4 separate regions of the Mus musculus genome follow, and all the other regions are linked to region 3. Evidence: chromatin contacts called from public Hi-C and promoter capture Hi-C data. All regions are on one chromosome and are shown on one strand. Each heading gives the region's core, a stretch centred on a gene start, on an enhancer-like site or on the middle of the called end of the contact. The rest is flanking DNA. Distances are from core to core; before and after follow the strand shown.

The links. Promoter capture Hi-C pulls out the DNA fragments that hold promoters and counts their contacts. Hi-C and Micro-C count contacts between places; a contact is called where the count stands out from the background.
Region 1: a promoter capture Hi-C map of pre-B cells shows a contact between it and region 3, with 5 times the contacts expected there. The contact joins the promoter of Itpr1 here to the promoter of Il5ra in region 3. A contact is called at or near these places in 2 of 39 promoter capture datasets (the HPC-7 cell line, HPC-7-derived erythroid cells and pre-B cells), 1 of 484 Hi-C or Micro-C datasets (B cells) and 1 of 115 datasets of contacts at active chromatin or transcription factors (large pre-B cells).
Region 2: a contact with region 3 is called in a promoter capture Hi-C map of pre-B cells. The contact joins the promoter of Bhlhe40 here to the promoter of Il5ra in region 3. A contact is called at or near these places in 2 of 39 promoter capture datasets (the HPC-7 cell line and pre-B cells) and 1 of 115 datasets of contacts at active chromatin or transcription factors (pancreatic cancer cells).
Region 4: a Hi-C map of B cells shows a contact between it and region 3, with 8 read pairs. The contact joins the enhancer-like site here to the promoter of Il5ra in region 3. A contact is called at or near these places in 2 of 39 promoter capture datasets (liver and pre-B cells), 2 of 484 Hi-C or Micro-C datasets (both in B cells) and 2 of 115 datasets of contacts at active chromatin or transcription factors (large pre-B cells and pancreatic cancer cells).

The regions. Positions count from the first base shown.
Region 1 is chr6:108,211,106-108,214,543 of GRCm38.p6, forward strand. It overlaps Itpr1 (inositol 1,4,5-trisphosphate receptor 1), which reads left to right and starts at 1,991. Exons shown (of 62, transcript NM_010585.5): 1 at 1,991-2,248; 2 at 3,098-3,173. Gm38872 (predicted gene, 38872) reads right to left here and starts at 1,813. Exons shown (of 3, transcript NR_167935.1): 1 at 1,750-1,813; 2 at 1,501-1,668; 3 at 1,151-1,335.
Region 2 is chr6:108,658,920-108,662,494 of GRCm38.p6, forward strand. It overlaps Bhlhe40 (basic helix-loop-helix family, member e40), which reads left to right and starts at 1,710. Exons shown (of 5, transcript NM_011498.4): 1 at 1,710-2,073; 2 at 2,242-2,311; 3 at 2,586-2,693. The coding sequence starts at 1,994. It overlaps 0610040F04Rik (RIKEN cDNA 0610040F04 gene), which reads right to left and starts at 2,015. Exons shown (of 7, transcript NR_104577.1): 1 at 1,898-2,015.
Region 3 is chr6:106,747,639-106,751,210 of GRCm38.p6, forward strand. Il5ra (interleukin 5 receptor, alpha) reads right to left here and starts at 1,399. Exons shown (of 13, transcript NM_008370.2): 1 at 1,209-1,399.
Region 4 is chr6:108,717,474-108,720,871 of GRCm38.p6, forward strand. It overlaps Gm35359 (a long non-coding RNA gene), which reads right to left. Exons shown (of 3, transcript XR_377955.2): 2 at 1,053-1,179; 3 at 58-455. Among named protein-coding and RNA genes, the nearest start is that of Gm35359, 12 kb to the right of the region's middle. Within about 2 kb of position 1,893, at least 51 of the 459 cell types and tissues checked have an H3K27ac peak or open chromatin away from gene starts, as enhancers often do. A contact at or near this core is called in B cells and pre-B cells, where this site is marked.

The DNA of each region.
Region 1 (3,438 bases), core at 741-3,240, 1.5 Mb after region 3:
CCGTTTTGTGGGCTGATTTGTTGAAATTGCTTGAAAGTTAGGGTCAAAGGGACTTGGAAAGTGGATCAGGTTGTTTTTATCGGGGAAAGGAAAAAACAACAGATATGAAAGGTGTGGATTCCTCTGTGGTGACAAGTTGGGGTTTTTCCCGAGGACAGACAGGCAGCTTGAAGCATCCCCACTTGCCTCCTAGATTGCCAACGGTGCCTTTTGGATATAACTTAACCTGCATGCCTTTAGCTTTCCATGTGCTATCGCTGAAATGATCTACTTAAATTACTTAGAAACAATGCCTGGGCCACAGGACGCACCCGTGTGATGCCCCTAATGGTTAGGTTGAGCACTAAATATGCAATAATTGTTACCTATTTTGCCCTCTATTGTTCTTAAAGTTTCACGAGAGGAGGCAAGGCTGTTGAATCACGTAATAGGAAAAGAGAACAGGCAAACATTAATGAGTATTGAATCCCTCTCTAGATGGCAAACCTGGGGTAAAGAGTTCAAGGTGATTTGCCTAAGGGCTTAGAGGCTGCTCCTAAAATAGGAGGGGCTCCTTTAAGGAGGTGGTGATGGAGGTCCCAATGGGCAAGTGCTTAGTATAGGTACAGGTTGGAGTTGCAAAGGAGACCAAAGTTAACCTGGCTTGTCCTGTTCTTTGGCCTTATACCTGCTGTATACAAAGAGGTTACAAACCCAGAATCAGTGACACTCAATAGCATGCTGTACAGAAAGCAGGTAGGCTGAGCTCTGTAGAACCATTTGTTTTCATTACAAGGATTACTGTTAACAGGTCTTTAGCGGTAGCAGACAGACCCCCATTTAGGATGTTATGATATATTTTGGCGCGCTCTCATATCCTGGCACAGTGCCTGGCCTGGCACCCAGATGACACCCGGGGAACGTTTGTGGAATGAATACGTGCAGTCTAGTTTGTAGGGTGGGATGGGGAAGGAGACAGTAGGATAACTTTGCCTGTGATGCAAACTCTTCTTCCCAAGACCAAAGTTCTATGCACTTTGCAGCCTGGAGCCTACACTATTTTCTGGTGTGTGGAAATCCATTTCAGCCCAGAGGCTTGGGTTGAAGACTTGCAGCACGCCTCGCCTGGACGCACTCATCTTAGTATAAGCAGTTTTCTCTGAAGCCCTTATTTTTTTGGTTTGCGGTTTATTTACTTTAGCGTTTACAGATTCCAGGAGCATAGGGGTCTTAGAAGCGGGGTCAGGACCGAGGTCGCGGTTTGTATTTCTTTCCTGCTTCGCGATCACAACATCAGCAAGTCACAACATGGTTCCTTTATTTGCTCACTCGTCAGGGTAGCGTTTCTTTTACCTCCTACCGGGCGACGAAAGACAGACCCAGCTCGAATTCAGAAAAGGGCTCTCACACGATTACCCCGCATCCTCAATAGCAGGGACCACCCCATTTCCAGACTTAGTTTTTCATGCAGACACTAGCAGGATCCAATAAAAAACTAGACCAGATTTAATAAAGACAAACTTGTTTCTTTAATCCTTGACCGCAAACACTGGCGTTTTTGTGCCTCGGATTTCTGAAATTCTTGGCTCCAGGACACAGGGCGCGCGGGGGTGGGTAAATAGCTTGTAAAAACTTCCCGAAGCAGTAATCCGAGCTCTTCCTCTCTCTCCGGACCCTAGTGACACCTGACTTTAGGAAGGGAAGATACAAGTCAAAAGAGAAGGGTTCACAGAGGTAGGGGACATACCCAGTGGGTCGGGCTTGCCAAACCTGGGGAGTCCGGTGTTCAGACACAAGTTCGCAACCCGAGCCTTCAGCCTGGGCGCCTCTTCCCCCTCCCACCCCTGGTCAGCGCGCGGGAGTCTATTTAGAACCCAGCCCCGGAGCCCAGGGGATTCTGGGACTTGTAGTCCCTCTGCGCAGCCCCAGGCGCCGGCACGACCTGGGACTCGGACTACATTGCCCAGGGAGCTTCCCGGCCTATATAAGCGGTCGGGCGCTGCTTTAAAGTGCAGTAACCATGTGGATGTTCTGCTGAAGCGTTTCCTCAAGCCTGCCGGGGTGGGAGGAGAGGAGGAGGTGGTGGTGGTGGAGGAGGTGGAGGCAGAGGGTGGAGAGAGAGAAAGCGCACGCCGAGAGGAGGTGTGGGTGTTCCGCTCCCATCCTAACGGAACGAGCTCCCTCTTCGCGGACATGGGATTGCCCAGCGGCTGCTAACCCCTCTCCTGGTCCTGATCCCCCAAACCGGCGTGGCTCCCCGGTCACCAAGGTAGCTGCTGGGGCCGGGCAGAGGGCGCGGGGAGTTGGCACTAGCTCCCGTGCGCAGAAGTTTTTGCCCTGATCACCGGGAGTTCTTGGTGGCTTTGGTGGCTTTGCATGCACTTGGCGTGTATTTTGGGGCTTCTTTCCCTGTGAACAGTTTTGGGGGGAGGTATATATTTTTTTTCAGGCTTAAGTAACCCCAAACGTCCTCGACTCTAGTGACCGGTTTCAACCTCCTTCCCCGTATTGAAATGGCATTCCCCCAAGTTGGAAACGGTTGGAGTGTCTGCAGGAAATAGTTTTTTTTCCCCCTGGGGGGGGGTATTTGAGGGGGTCATATGAGTTCGCTCAAGGAAATAATCTTTCTAAAAATGTAGCTAGCCCTGTTGCGCTGCTCAGCTGGTAGGATAATGCATGCGTGGGGGTCCCCGTGGGTTAAAAAAAAAAAAAAGGAAGAAAACCGGAGGAAGGGGGGGGGGGGCGATGAGGAAAGAAGTGTGGACGGAGCTCGTGCCCAATGAGGACGCGGGTTTCACATACTTGGCCTCCACGCGGGGAAACAAGTGCTTTGGGATCTCAACACGTCCCTTACTTCCATCCACCTTCAATCCCCATCCGGCGTGTTCGAAGTTTCTGCGTGTCTGATCTTTCTGGCCAGCTACTGACGGGAAATAAGCATGCTGGGTTTGCTTTTATTTGGGGGAAAGAGATCCCTCCGACTTAGCTGCTAAATTTGGAGGGGAGTGGGATCTGCAGGAAAAGCGGAGGCTATAAAAGTCAAAACTTGGATTTGAGAATTTCTGATAGACCCTCGCGAGATCCCCTACTCAGTCTTCTTTCTTTGTTAAATATTTAGGAGCTGATTACAAGGGACCAGGATTTGCATCCTTGGCTGGGCGTCCATTGGCTACAGAGTGCCTGACCTGGGTCAGGTGAGTGTGCGAGCCGAGTGCTGTAGTCAAAAATGGGTTTTTGTCCTAAGCATTTTCTAAGTCCTCTTGTAGCTGCCATAGAGGTAAAGTAGGGAAAAGAAAGACACCGTGGTCAAAATTGGTCATGGTCTTGGGTGAGTAAAGGTCTAGTGACAGCCACTTTTGAAGGTCGCTCAGAAGTGAAGCATGGCGGGGTGAGGGGGGTGGGGTGGGGAAGATGTCGGTAAGCGACCACAACGTGCAGTTAAAGGGACTGTAAAGTGGG
Region 2 (3,575 bases), core at 460-2,959, 1.9 Mb after region 3:
CCCCTGGTGCTGCCCCTTTGTGCCCCGCGCACCGGCCTGTGGGTTAACCCCTACTACCTAAACCTCTTGGTTAGTATTAAATGAAAACTTTCTCATCTTATATTCCCTGCCAGTGGCCCTGTTAGACTTTCTGCTGAAGGCGGTCTTCTGGTTGGCCTCGTTGGCTCCTTCCCAAAGGTCCTTGTAAATTCAAGGTCAAAATCCGTGTTTGCCACCTCCACTGTCTCCAGCCGCGAGCTCGACTGGGTAAAGGGCTCAGTGAACTTGTGCTGCATAAATGTGGAGATTTCACTGTGATCAACCAAGAGGATGGGGCGGGAGGAGGGACCCGGGCGGGGGGGGGGGTCCTGCTTTCTCCTCTCTCTCTCCTGTCCTGGAATAGACTGCAAACAGCGCCACCCAAGTTCCTGGTTAGCAGCGGGATCCCATGCAGATCCCTTGCAGCCCGGTGCGCGGGGGTCTAGGCTTGGAAGCCAGCGCGGAGAGGCTTGCAAGTGAGCCGAGCTCCGGCCCGCGTCCGGGCCACGTGAAGCGTCACGCCCCGCGCTGCTGCAGGGCAGGCGCCGTCGCCGCGGTTGTGTAACGCTGCAGCCGGAGGGGAGGCGACCCGGACGCCTCTGCATCGGAGGGGGCAGAGGAGGGAGGGAACGCCGGGCACTGTGCCCGGTATCTTTCTGTGCTTGACTAGCCAGGGTGGGTGGGGGCAGTGAGGCACCCTGAAAGGCGGGAGGAGATGGGTGCGCGCCAGTCGGGTGCCAGGCCACCCGCAGGCTGCGCCTGGGACCTGAGCTCCCGGGAGAGTCCGGGGTGGGGGTGGGGGGAGGGGGTCGGCACGGCTCACACGGTCCACGGTCAGGTGCGCGCGGCGTGCTCGGCGGCGGCCTCGGCTGCCCTAGCTCCTGGCCACCAGCCCGCTTCCCATGGGGTGACATCCGCCCCGCCCTCGGTCCCTCCCCAAGGCGGGCAATTCCTGGACACTGAGGCTGAGCGCTGGGGGGGGGGGGGGGGGGGGGGCTGGGAAGCCAGGACGGAAAGAAACCCCAGCCTCTGGAGAAGGCTAAGGGGGGCCGACGACTCCCTCAGCTGCGCACCGGTTCCTAGGAGCGGGCCAGGCGGGGGAGGAGGAAGAAGGCTGGGCTGGAGCGACCAAGGGGATATTCCTCTCCCGGCTTGAGTCAGACGCGGGCGGAATCCGTCCTCCCCCGTTCCCTCCCAGGAGACGGGAACTTACTTCATTTCCCTGGGGCAGGTTCGCCCACGTTACCAACTCTTCCCCCCCCCCCTCCAGCTCCCCGGTTCCTTCCAGCTTCCGTGCCCCCCACCCAGCTGGGCAGGACTCTGGCTGCGCTGCCACCCCCTCTTTCGGGGAAAGGAGGCCGCAGCCGCAGACACCTGGGGGCCCGAGGTTTGGAGGGGGGGGGGGCACTTCGCAGCCGCCAGAGCGTTGTCCAACACGTGAGGCTCATGTGATGAAGCCGGGGGAGGGCGGGCAGGTCGCTCCTTCCCTCCCCGGCAGCGGCCAGACGTGCTTGGAGTCACAGGGTAGAACACGTAGCTTCTACCCACCCACTCGCTCCCATTTAACCCAGCCCGCAGCCTCTCCTTACTCCTCGGCTCGTCCCCTCCAGCAACTCCCCCCCCCCCGCCCCGCCCGCTCCGCCCTGAGCAACCCCCCCTTCCCTCCCGCCTCTCCGCCCGCCCCACTTCTCATTCACTTGGCTCGCACGGCGCAGACAGCGCAGCGAGCACACACCGCCAGTCTGTGTGCAGAGCGGGAGCCAGAAGCCGTGGGGACACCCGGCCATGCACGCCCCCAACTGAAGCGACACCTCAAAGCCGCTGCTCCTGGCATCCCAGCGCATTGCAAGGAAGCTCAGGCTAGCTCATAGGAACATACCTCTTGAGACCCTCGGATCCTCCCTTCCAGGGCAGCCCTTTCTCAGACTCTACTAAGTGCAGACAGGAGCGCACAGTGGCCCCTGCTCGCCGCATCATGGAACGGATCCCCAGCGCGCAACCACCTCCTACCTGCCTGCCCAAAGCTCCAGGGCTGGAGCACGGAGACCTGTCAGGGTAAGTGTGTGCTGTGATCCCTTCAAGTCTCCACTCCTAACCTTGTGTTCCGCGACACTCTCAACTTGGGGCATCTCTGAGAGTATAGGGGGCTTCTTTCACGTCTAGGGCTCCTGCAGCTAGTACGCACTCGGGAGTCACGGCTTTTTCTGACCTCTCTCCCTGCAGGATGGATTTTGCCCACATGTACCAAGTGTACAAGTCCAGGCGGGGAATAAAACGGAGCGAAGACAGCAAGGTAGGTGCATCCCTGGGAACCTCATTCCTTAGCCCCTCGTGTGCGCTGAGTTTCCAAGAAAAGTTTGCTTGTTTCAAGGTTGGCTGGGGGGTTCAAGATGAGATGAGCTCATTGCCACAAATGAGTGACTTGGGAAAGAAGGGGCAGAGAAGGTGAATCTGGGTGCGTCTCTGCGCCCTCGCAGAATTTTTCCCCCCTGCTACCGGTTGGGAAGGAAGGGAGGAAGCTTCGTTCCCTTCCCCGGGCACCCATTGCTTCCATGTATTCCATGCAGGAAACTTACAAACTGCCGCACCGGCTGATTGAGAAAAAGAGACGTGACCGGATTAACGAGTGCATTGCCCAGCTGAAGGATCTCCTACCCGAACATCTCAAACTTACTGTAAGTGAGAAGCTGGCTGCGCTCCAACCCAGTTCTTCTGCCCAGAGGGCGGATGGTGGGGTGGGGGTGTCTCTCGCCGCCTGCAGGCGTCACGGGGAACTGCATGCTAGACGGGCGGATCAAAGCTTCTGGTTTGGAGGGAACCCATCCCCAGACCCAGAACTTCCTAAGCAGAGGCAGAACCAGAACCATCTGGGGCCTCTTTAAGTTGGCTTCAACACTAACACAGCTTCCTTTTGGTAGTTTTTTTTTCTCTCTCTCACCACCTTGTAGTCTCCCTGACTTAAAGAAGCAAACCACGAAATTAAAAACTTAAGCCTTGTCCGCTTTTCATTTACAATAGGACCTACTTTATTTAATGTGTGCCTTTTTTTTTTTTCGTCATAATCTTTACTGGTAGCCAAAAGCTTTTTAGCTTTTCCTTCGGGAAAAGTATTTGGAAAGGAAGACAAAAAGCCAGCATGACTGGAAGTTCTGAACAAGTGTCAGGGGGGAAAGAAAGAAAGAAAGAAACGCAACACATTGGGAAAGCCACTTGGTTGCCAGACACAGTAGACATCCCTCCCTGGGTTGACACCACAGCAGATAAATGTTATCCCCGGAGTCCCCTAAGTTAAGGTCAGGGCAGCTGCTGGAGAAATATATCTGTCAGCTCACTCCCTAGACTGTAACAACTACCAAAATGCCTCCAAAGATAGACAACACGTGTCTGGCTTTTTTTTTTTTTTAAGCTTTTGATCATCTATGTGTATATGTTAAAACATCTGCAAACTTTAAATTTAGTGGAGCAGGAAAGACTCTTCCTATCTTTGTTGTTGTTGACACCCAATTCTCCTAACAGATAGTGTCAGAAGGGACTCCACTGACCTCACGGGTGACAGA
Region 3 (3,572 bases), core at 149-2,648:
GTGGCCACAAACACAAAAAACTATAAAACTCCGTAAAACCAGACCTGAATAGCTGCCACCCTCAGTATTCTGCATAGACAGAGTGTTTGCTACAAGTATCTCAATACTTAACTATATCTCACCAATCCCATTTGGCACTAAGATCCACATAGATGCTTCCTCGTTGGTGGACATACCTGACTATGGATGATCCCTTCAGTTCCACAGGTTCTCAACGTTAGAAGTCGAGAACCACCACTGCCTGTTGTATCTAGCTTTCCATCATAGCCCCAGCACGTATCACCCTGTCAGGTCCAGGGCACATGCCTATCAGTCTTGGTCCAGAGAAGAATAGGGACAAGTCATTACTCAGCCCTTGTGAGGCAAGGCAAGTCTGTTCAACATCAACAAAGGGATGGCTTAGATCAGCTGTGAGGCTGTGTGGGCAATGCCTGGCAAGACTGGCTTCTTGCATGCATTACTTAAAAATTTCCCCACATTGCATGTTAAGTACTGTTAAACAAATGAGACAGTTTGATTTCCAAATCTTGATTATATTTCAAAATATAAATGTTTAATAATCAACTACATATATTTATCACCAGCCAACTATTGAAGAGACCATATGAACATACAGAAATAATAGGTAATGAAGTGTTCAAAATTATAATCCACTGAATTATCGTTTTTTCTGGCCTTCCTCTCTTTCTTTCTTCCTTCTTTCCTTTCTCTCTCTCTCTCTCTCTCTCTCTCTCTCTCTCTCTCTCCCTCTCTCTCTCTCTCTCTCTTTCTTCTTTCTCTCGATTCCTTTCCATCCATGCTTTTTGTGTATCTGGAATATATATCTTCCTGGTTTTAGGTACCTAACTAGTGAGCATAAAGCCAAGTGAGACATCTCATAAGCTTTTTGTACATTTTAGATAAAATAAAAATCACAGATACCAAAGATATTTCAGCAGAAAGCAGAAAAAAATAACTTCAGTTTATGACATCACTACCTTATTGTTGTTTGTCTCTAAATTTGTAACTCTTGAAATTAACTCTGAAACTTATTCTGACTATATCTAACTAGATCTATAGCCTATTTTCTAAACTCGTATATTTTTTTAAGAAGTCTTGTCATTAGATATATACTTCTTTTAATAAACTGTCAACAGCAGGAGGAAACAAATGTCTTCTATTTCCAGGGGTTTTGGCAAAACACAAGACATTACTTTAACAGGACTCACCTTGGTACAAATGAACACATTAGATACAGAGCCATCAACAAAAATAGAACTGCATACCGGGACCTGTCCAGTGAGCTTCTTCTAGTTTGGTATCCCCAGCGTTAGCTCTGTCTCTGCTGATAACAGGGCTACACAGTGTTCTGTTTCCTCTTTTTTCTATTGAAACATTTTCTGTGTTTACCAATTATTTCTCTTTTCCTGTCCCTCCTTTTGGTGAGGGTCCTGGGCGTGTCTCCAGCCTAGTCATAGAAAAAGGTATTTATCTGCCCTACCAACCCTACAGTGAGTCAAACGTTTGATTCCTGGTTACTAAGAAGTACAGTGGCTGCCGAGCTCTGAGCCTGCAGCTGTGCATCTACTCTCTGGGTGCACTGGTGTTTGACTTTAAGGCGGGTTCTTTACTCTTTCATCATCAGAACTGTCATGGTTAAGAAGACACCTGCAGTTTCTCTTACAATGGAAAGACCACACAACTGCTCTTTGGAAGAAGATTCCCAAGAGAGCAACCCATTAGAGAGGGCCCACACTAGAGTCTTAGTGATCATACTGTTCACTGACAAAGGCTTGCCTCCTTCATATACCACAATCTGAGAACTCTGCGAGCTTTAGCCTGGTGTGTGTGTGTGTGTGTATGTGTGTGTGTGTGTGTGTGTGTGTGTGTGTGTGTGTGTGTGTGTGTTGCACGCAAGTGTGTGCTTGCATATAAGCAAAGATACTGTGTCTGGTCAATATCCCAACAGGAGGCTTGTGAGTTGATAGGTCACAGGGCCTGACACATGGGCAGGTTCCTCCACCCTGATTTTGAAGTGCATTTCTGAGACTCCTGACTTCTGCTTTGTTATGAAGCTCTGAACCCTTAAGTGAACATGTAGAGAGAGAATTGCCTAGGAGTCTAGCTCTAATAAATTGCTAGGGTCTATCTAGCCTGACCCAGCTCATCCGTCATCAGCCCTGACAGTGACAGTCTCCAAGGCACACTCCACATACTACTCCCGTGTCATCTTCCAGTGCCCAGTGTGGCAACCTAGCCTTATTGTTGTTCTTCAGTTGATACAGATGCTCTTGGAGTCTCCTGCCCTTTGCTTTTCTCTGGGTGTTTTAGTCTGAGGATTTTCATGCTGAGTGACTAGCAGAGCAGGTATTTTCCCCCCTTTAATTATGGCTTAGAGCAATGGTTCTAACCCCAACCATAAAATTATTCCCTTGTTACTTCATAACTGTAATGTTGCTACTGTTCCAAATCATAATACAGATATCTGATATGCAAGATATCTGATATGTGACCCCTGTTGTGGGAGTCATGTCCCACAGGTGTACAAAGCACTGGCTTAGGGTGAGAGTACATGAGAACTGTGTTCAGTGCTTTCTTATTTGAGCCAGATAGTAGTAACTACCTCTCAAAGACCTGGTGCAGGACTCCTAGTCCCCAGAGAAGCCAGCAGAGAAGTCTTTCAGAGAAGAGGGGGCAGACATAGAGAAGCCATTGTGGAGGCTAAATCAGTGTTTCTGTTTGTGAGATGATAAATGATGAGTCCCCTGAAAAAAGTTGCTGCGGGGCTCAGTGTCCGCTCGCACGGTGTAAGTACAGTGCTGTGTCTGTGCCCGGGGTTCCCAAGGTAACCGTTTGAAAGAGAAGCCAAAATGAAACCAGATCAATCGTTGTTTGATGACCCAAACAATGTGATCTTCCTTGGGGAAAGAAGAAGTGAAACAAGAAGCAGAAAAAACTCCTGCTCTTTGCTGAGAGCTGTCCAGGAAAGGTTAGACAGAGTTTCAGCCATCTGGCCTACCTACTCTTCAGAGTACTATGTGTCTTAGTTTAGATGCATTACTAAAGAACACTGAAAATACTACTCATCATAAGCACGGAACGCTGTGTCCTGAAAGGCTACTTTTAACATTTGTTGTATTTCTTACACATGGTTATACAAAATGTATTTACAGATTTCAGATATGCACAATGCCAGACACTCTGAAGATTTTCAGAAAATTATTCCGGCTATGTCTCTGAATGTCATTGTTCCCCAAGTGTGCGGTTTGATATTTTAACTTACTCTACCAATAAAAAATAAACAATACGCTTCCCATTCTCCCATGTTTTCCTGTGAACTCAAAGGACATAAACAAAGGCAGGAATTTACATAGGTTATATTTTATGGCATCTATTTCATTCTTTAAGATAAAATATAAGTGTTCAAAGACATAGTGGAACATTCAAAAAGAATTCACAAAATTGGTTTGGTTTTGTTTTTTAAATTTCCCTCTTTCCTTCAGAAAGAAAATAGTGAGGATCCAGCCAAATGGTGTAGTTGAAATCTGAATTGTAATTACATAGGAAGCAAAATTCACTGGATTCTCCTTAAA
Region 4 (3,398 bases), core at 643-3,142, 2.0 Mb after region 3:
CCTTGTTACCCTTCAGCTGACAATCAACACCTTCTCAGACTCCAACGCTGTGTAGGAGTCTACAGGGGAAAACGTAAGAACAGTGCCTTTGGCAGAGGAAATGCTACCTTGGAGGGAAAGAGGTTGTCATGAGCCCCTGCTGTGTGTTTTAAGAAACGCTCTTTAACTTGAGACTTCCTGTCTCTCCTGAAATTGCACCAGCAGGCTAACTATTCTAGGCATACCACCAGCTGGACATGAGGTCCCATGAGAAACAGTCAGAAGGGATTGAGGAGGTTTACTTGATAGCTGAGCAGCACTTGAAAACCATTTTCAGTATGCAGGCCCGACAGAGGAAAGAGCCCCCAGGGGTCAGGGCCTCCCGGGGGAGCGTCACCAGAGCACCTAAGGAAGTGTCTTCAGAGCAAGGGGAAGTGAACTGGCCTCTGGGCTCTGTCAGGTGGCTGTGGTTCAAGCTAAGGAGAGAAGATCAGGTGTCAAAGGTGTGGTTAAGGTGACTTCTGATGTAGAAAGTAAACTTCAGGGTTTCAGATGGAGGCTGGGGGGGGAGGCGGGGCTCAGGGTCTGTGCAGTGACCCTACAGATTCAAAGACCTTTTCTTCTCTTCCCTTCCCTCCCCCTCCCCTCCTCTTCCCTCCTTCCCTCCCTCCCTCCCTCCCTGCACCCTCCCTCCCTCCCTGCCCCCCCTCCCTCCTTCCCTCCCTCCCTCCCTGCCCCCTCCCTCCCTGCCCCCTCCCTCCCTCCCTCCCTGCCCCCTCCCTCCTTCCTTCCTGGGTTCCTGGAGATCCATAGTCTACTTTTTAAGTGTGTGTGTTGGGGGAGGTTTATTAGGCTCCGGGATTACATGACCTCTTCTGCACTACTGGAGATGGAAGCCAACCTAGCTTCTGTGCACCCTGAGTAGAGCTCTATCTTTGAGTGACACTCCTAGATTCTAGATCATCTTTGGAGATCTTTTTGGACGTCTGGCCTCTAAGCAGGTGACTCAGAATTATCTCTGAGACCTTGCTCAGTTCTCAGAACTCTTCGTTTGGTTAGAAGTGTCAACCTACCTCTAAGCAAGCCAGGACTCAGTTCCTCTGCAGTCCAGCCTCTCTGGACTTCTGACTCTCAGCTTTGGCTTTGCCATGAGTTTCTGTACGTTGCCTTCTGGAACTTGGCAACCAGCATCCCCAGCCACTGGAAAGAGAGTGTATGGCTCTCAGCATCTGTCTATCCATCCCAGGTGAGGATGCAGCCCAGCTGGCTGGCTGGCCACTTATGCTGGATGGGGGCTAGAATTCAGTGATTGGCTCAGAAGAAGGGGTCCCAATGAAGAATCCCTGTTTCTGAATGTTGGTTTTAGTTCAAACATACTGCATGTATTATCTTTGCAAACTGTGGCAAGAATGATGAGAAGAAGGTTTGTATTACCGCTGGACAAATGAGCAATGGAAGCCCAGAGATGCTAATTCACTTTCCCACAGCGGTACAGTCAGACATAAAATCTGGGGCAGGCTGTCTATCTGGACATACCCTTTGAGTTCCTTCCCATCTCTGACAATTAACCTAAAAATGGAGAAGTTGGTGTAGGGTTTAGACAGAATGAAACTAGGCTCTTTACACACCAAGGGTGAGACCAAGGCACAAGTTCTGAGGCTGGTGACAAAGCATGCTGGTTAGGAAGATAAGGAGCCTGAAGCTGAGCCTCACCTTACCTTTGCCACCTGCCAGCCTCCCACCAGGAGGCTCCCAAAGATATCGATACAACTTGGGGATGTTCTGAATTCTCAGAAGATACATCCAACCAACTGTGGCAATCCCAACAGGCTCTCTGGCTACAAATCCCTCCCCTTTGGATATGAACTAGACTCCAAGCCCTGACAACCTCCTCCTTCTGAAGGCGCAGGGAACATTCCAGAAGAGGGAACAGAAACAATGTAAGATCTGGAGCAAGGGGGGAGTTCTGTGAAAGGCTATCTTCCGGCAACCAGACAAGGCTGTTGCACTTATAAACTCTGCAGCTGTACACAAGACCTGTACAAAGGCAGACCAATAACTCACTCAAAACCCCCGCAGGCAGCACTCATTTGGCTAAACAAACAAAGGAAAACACAGAAAGAACATGAAGGTGGGAAGGGGGGATGTTGGGAGAGTAGTGGGGCGGTGGGGAGCTGGGAGTTGATAAGGTCAATATACATTACTTATATGTATGACATTGTCAAAGAAAACATAAAAGATATCCTAATAAAAAGAAAAAGCAGTCTGGCATTGGTAGCCCATGCCTTTAATTCCAGCACTCAGGAGGCAGAGGGAAATGGAACTCTGTGAATTTCACGCCAATCTAGTCTGCAGAGTGAGTTCCAGGACAGCTAGGGCTATACAGAGAAACCTTGTCTTGAAAAATCAAAACAGCAACCAAAAGCAGAAAGAAAAAAAAAAAGAAAGAGACAAGAAACTCATCTGATCAAATTGAGAGAGCTTTAAACCCCAGTAGGCAGTGCATGTGTCAGCTCTTGTGCTCTGCTCTTCACTATGGACGTGCTATGACTAACTGCTTCAAATTCCTGGGGCCTGGACTTTCCTGCAGTGATGGGTACAACCTGGAATAATGAGCGAAATAAATCCCCTTCCTCTTAAAGAGAAACAACCCAAAAGACAAGGCTTCAGAGGCTCATGTGTCGAAGGCCTTGTCAGACCTCAGAAGGGGTCACGATTGAGGGAAGTTAAAAACCACAAAAGCACTAACTGAAGCAGTGAACATAAGGTGTAGAGTTAGAAATGGGTGTCTGGGCACACTCTTTGAGCTACTTTTTTTGTTTTTCTTTTTGTTTTTGTTTTTTTTTTTTTTTTTTTTTTTTTGAGACAGAGTTTCTCTGTATAGCCCTTGCTGCCCTGGAACTCACTTTGTAGACCAGGCTGGCCTCGAACTCAGAAATCCGCCTGCCTCTGCCTCCCAAGTGCTAGGATTAAAGGCATGCACCACCATCGCCCGGCGTCTGTGCACACTCTTAAATGGGATTATTTGTCCCTGACCTCTTCCTGTCTCTCCACTCCCAGGCTGCAGTGAGGTGAGAACCTCTGTTCCATTACACTCTGTCCACCATGTTGTTCATCTTTACCTCAGGCCCAAAGTAATCCATCTACCAATCATGAAGTGAACACTCTGGAACCCTGAGCCCAACATTGTCCTTCTCTCCCAAAACTGTTTTCTTGGGTATTTGGTCCCGGTCATGAGAGGCTAACACATCTGTTCTCCTCACGATCCTGCCAGCCTTGTGCAGGGCTTGGGCTCCTTATTTTTGTGATCCTCTTGGGCAGGCTCATCCCCTTCTCCGGTGGTGTGGAGCTCATGCTTTCTCTTGCCAGTTCCAACTCTACTTCTAGGAAGCCTTCCCTGATTTATTTAACAACTACCA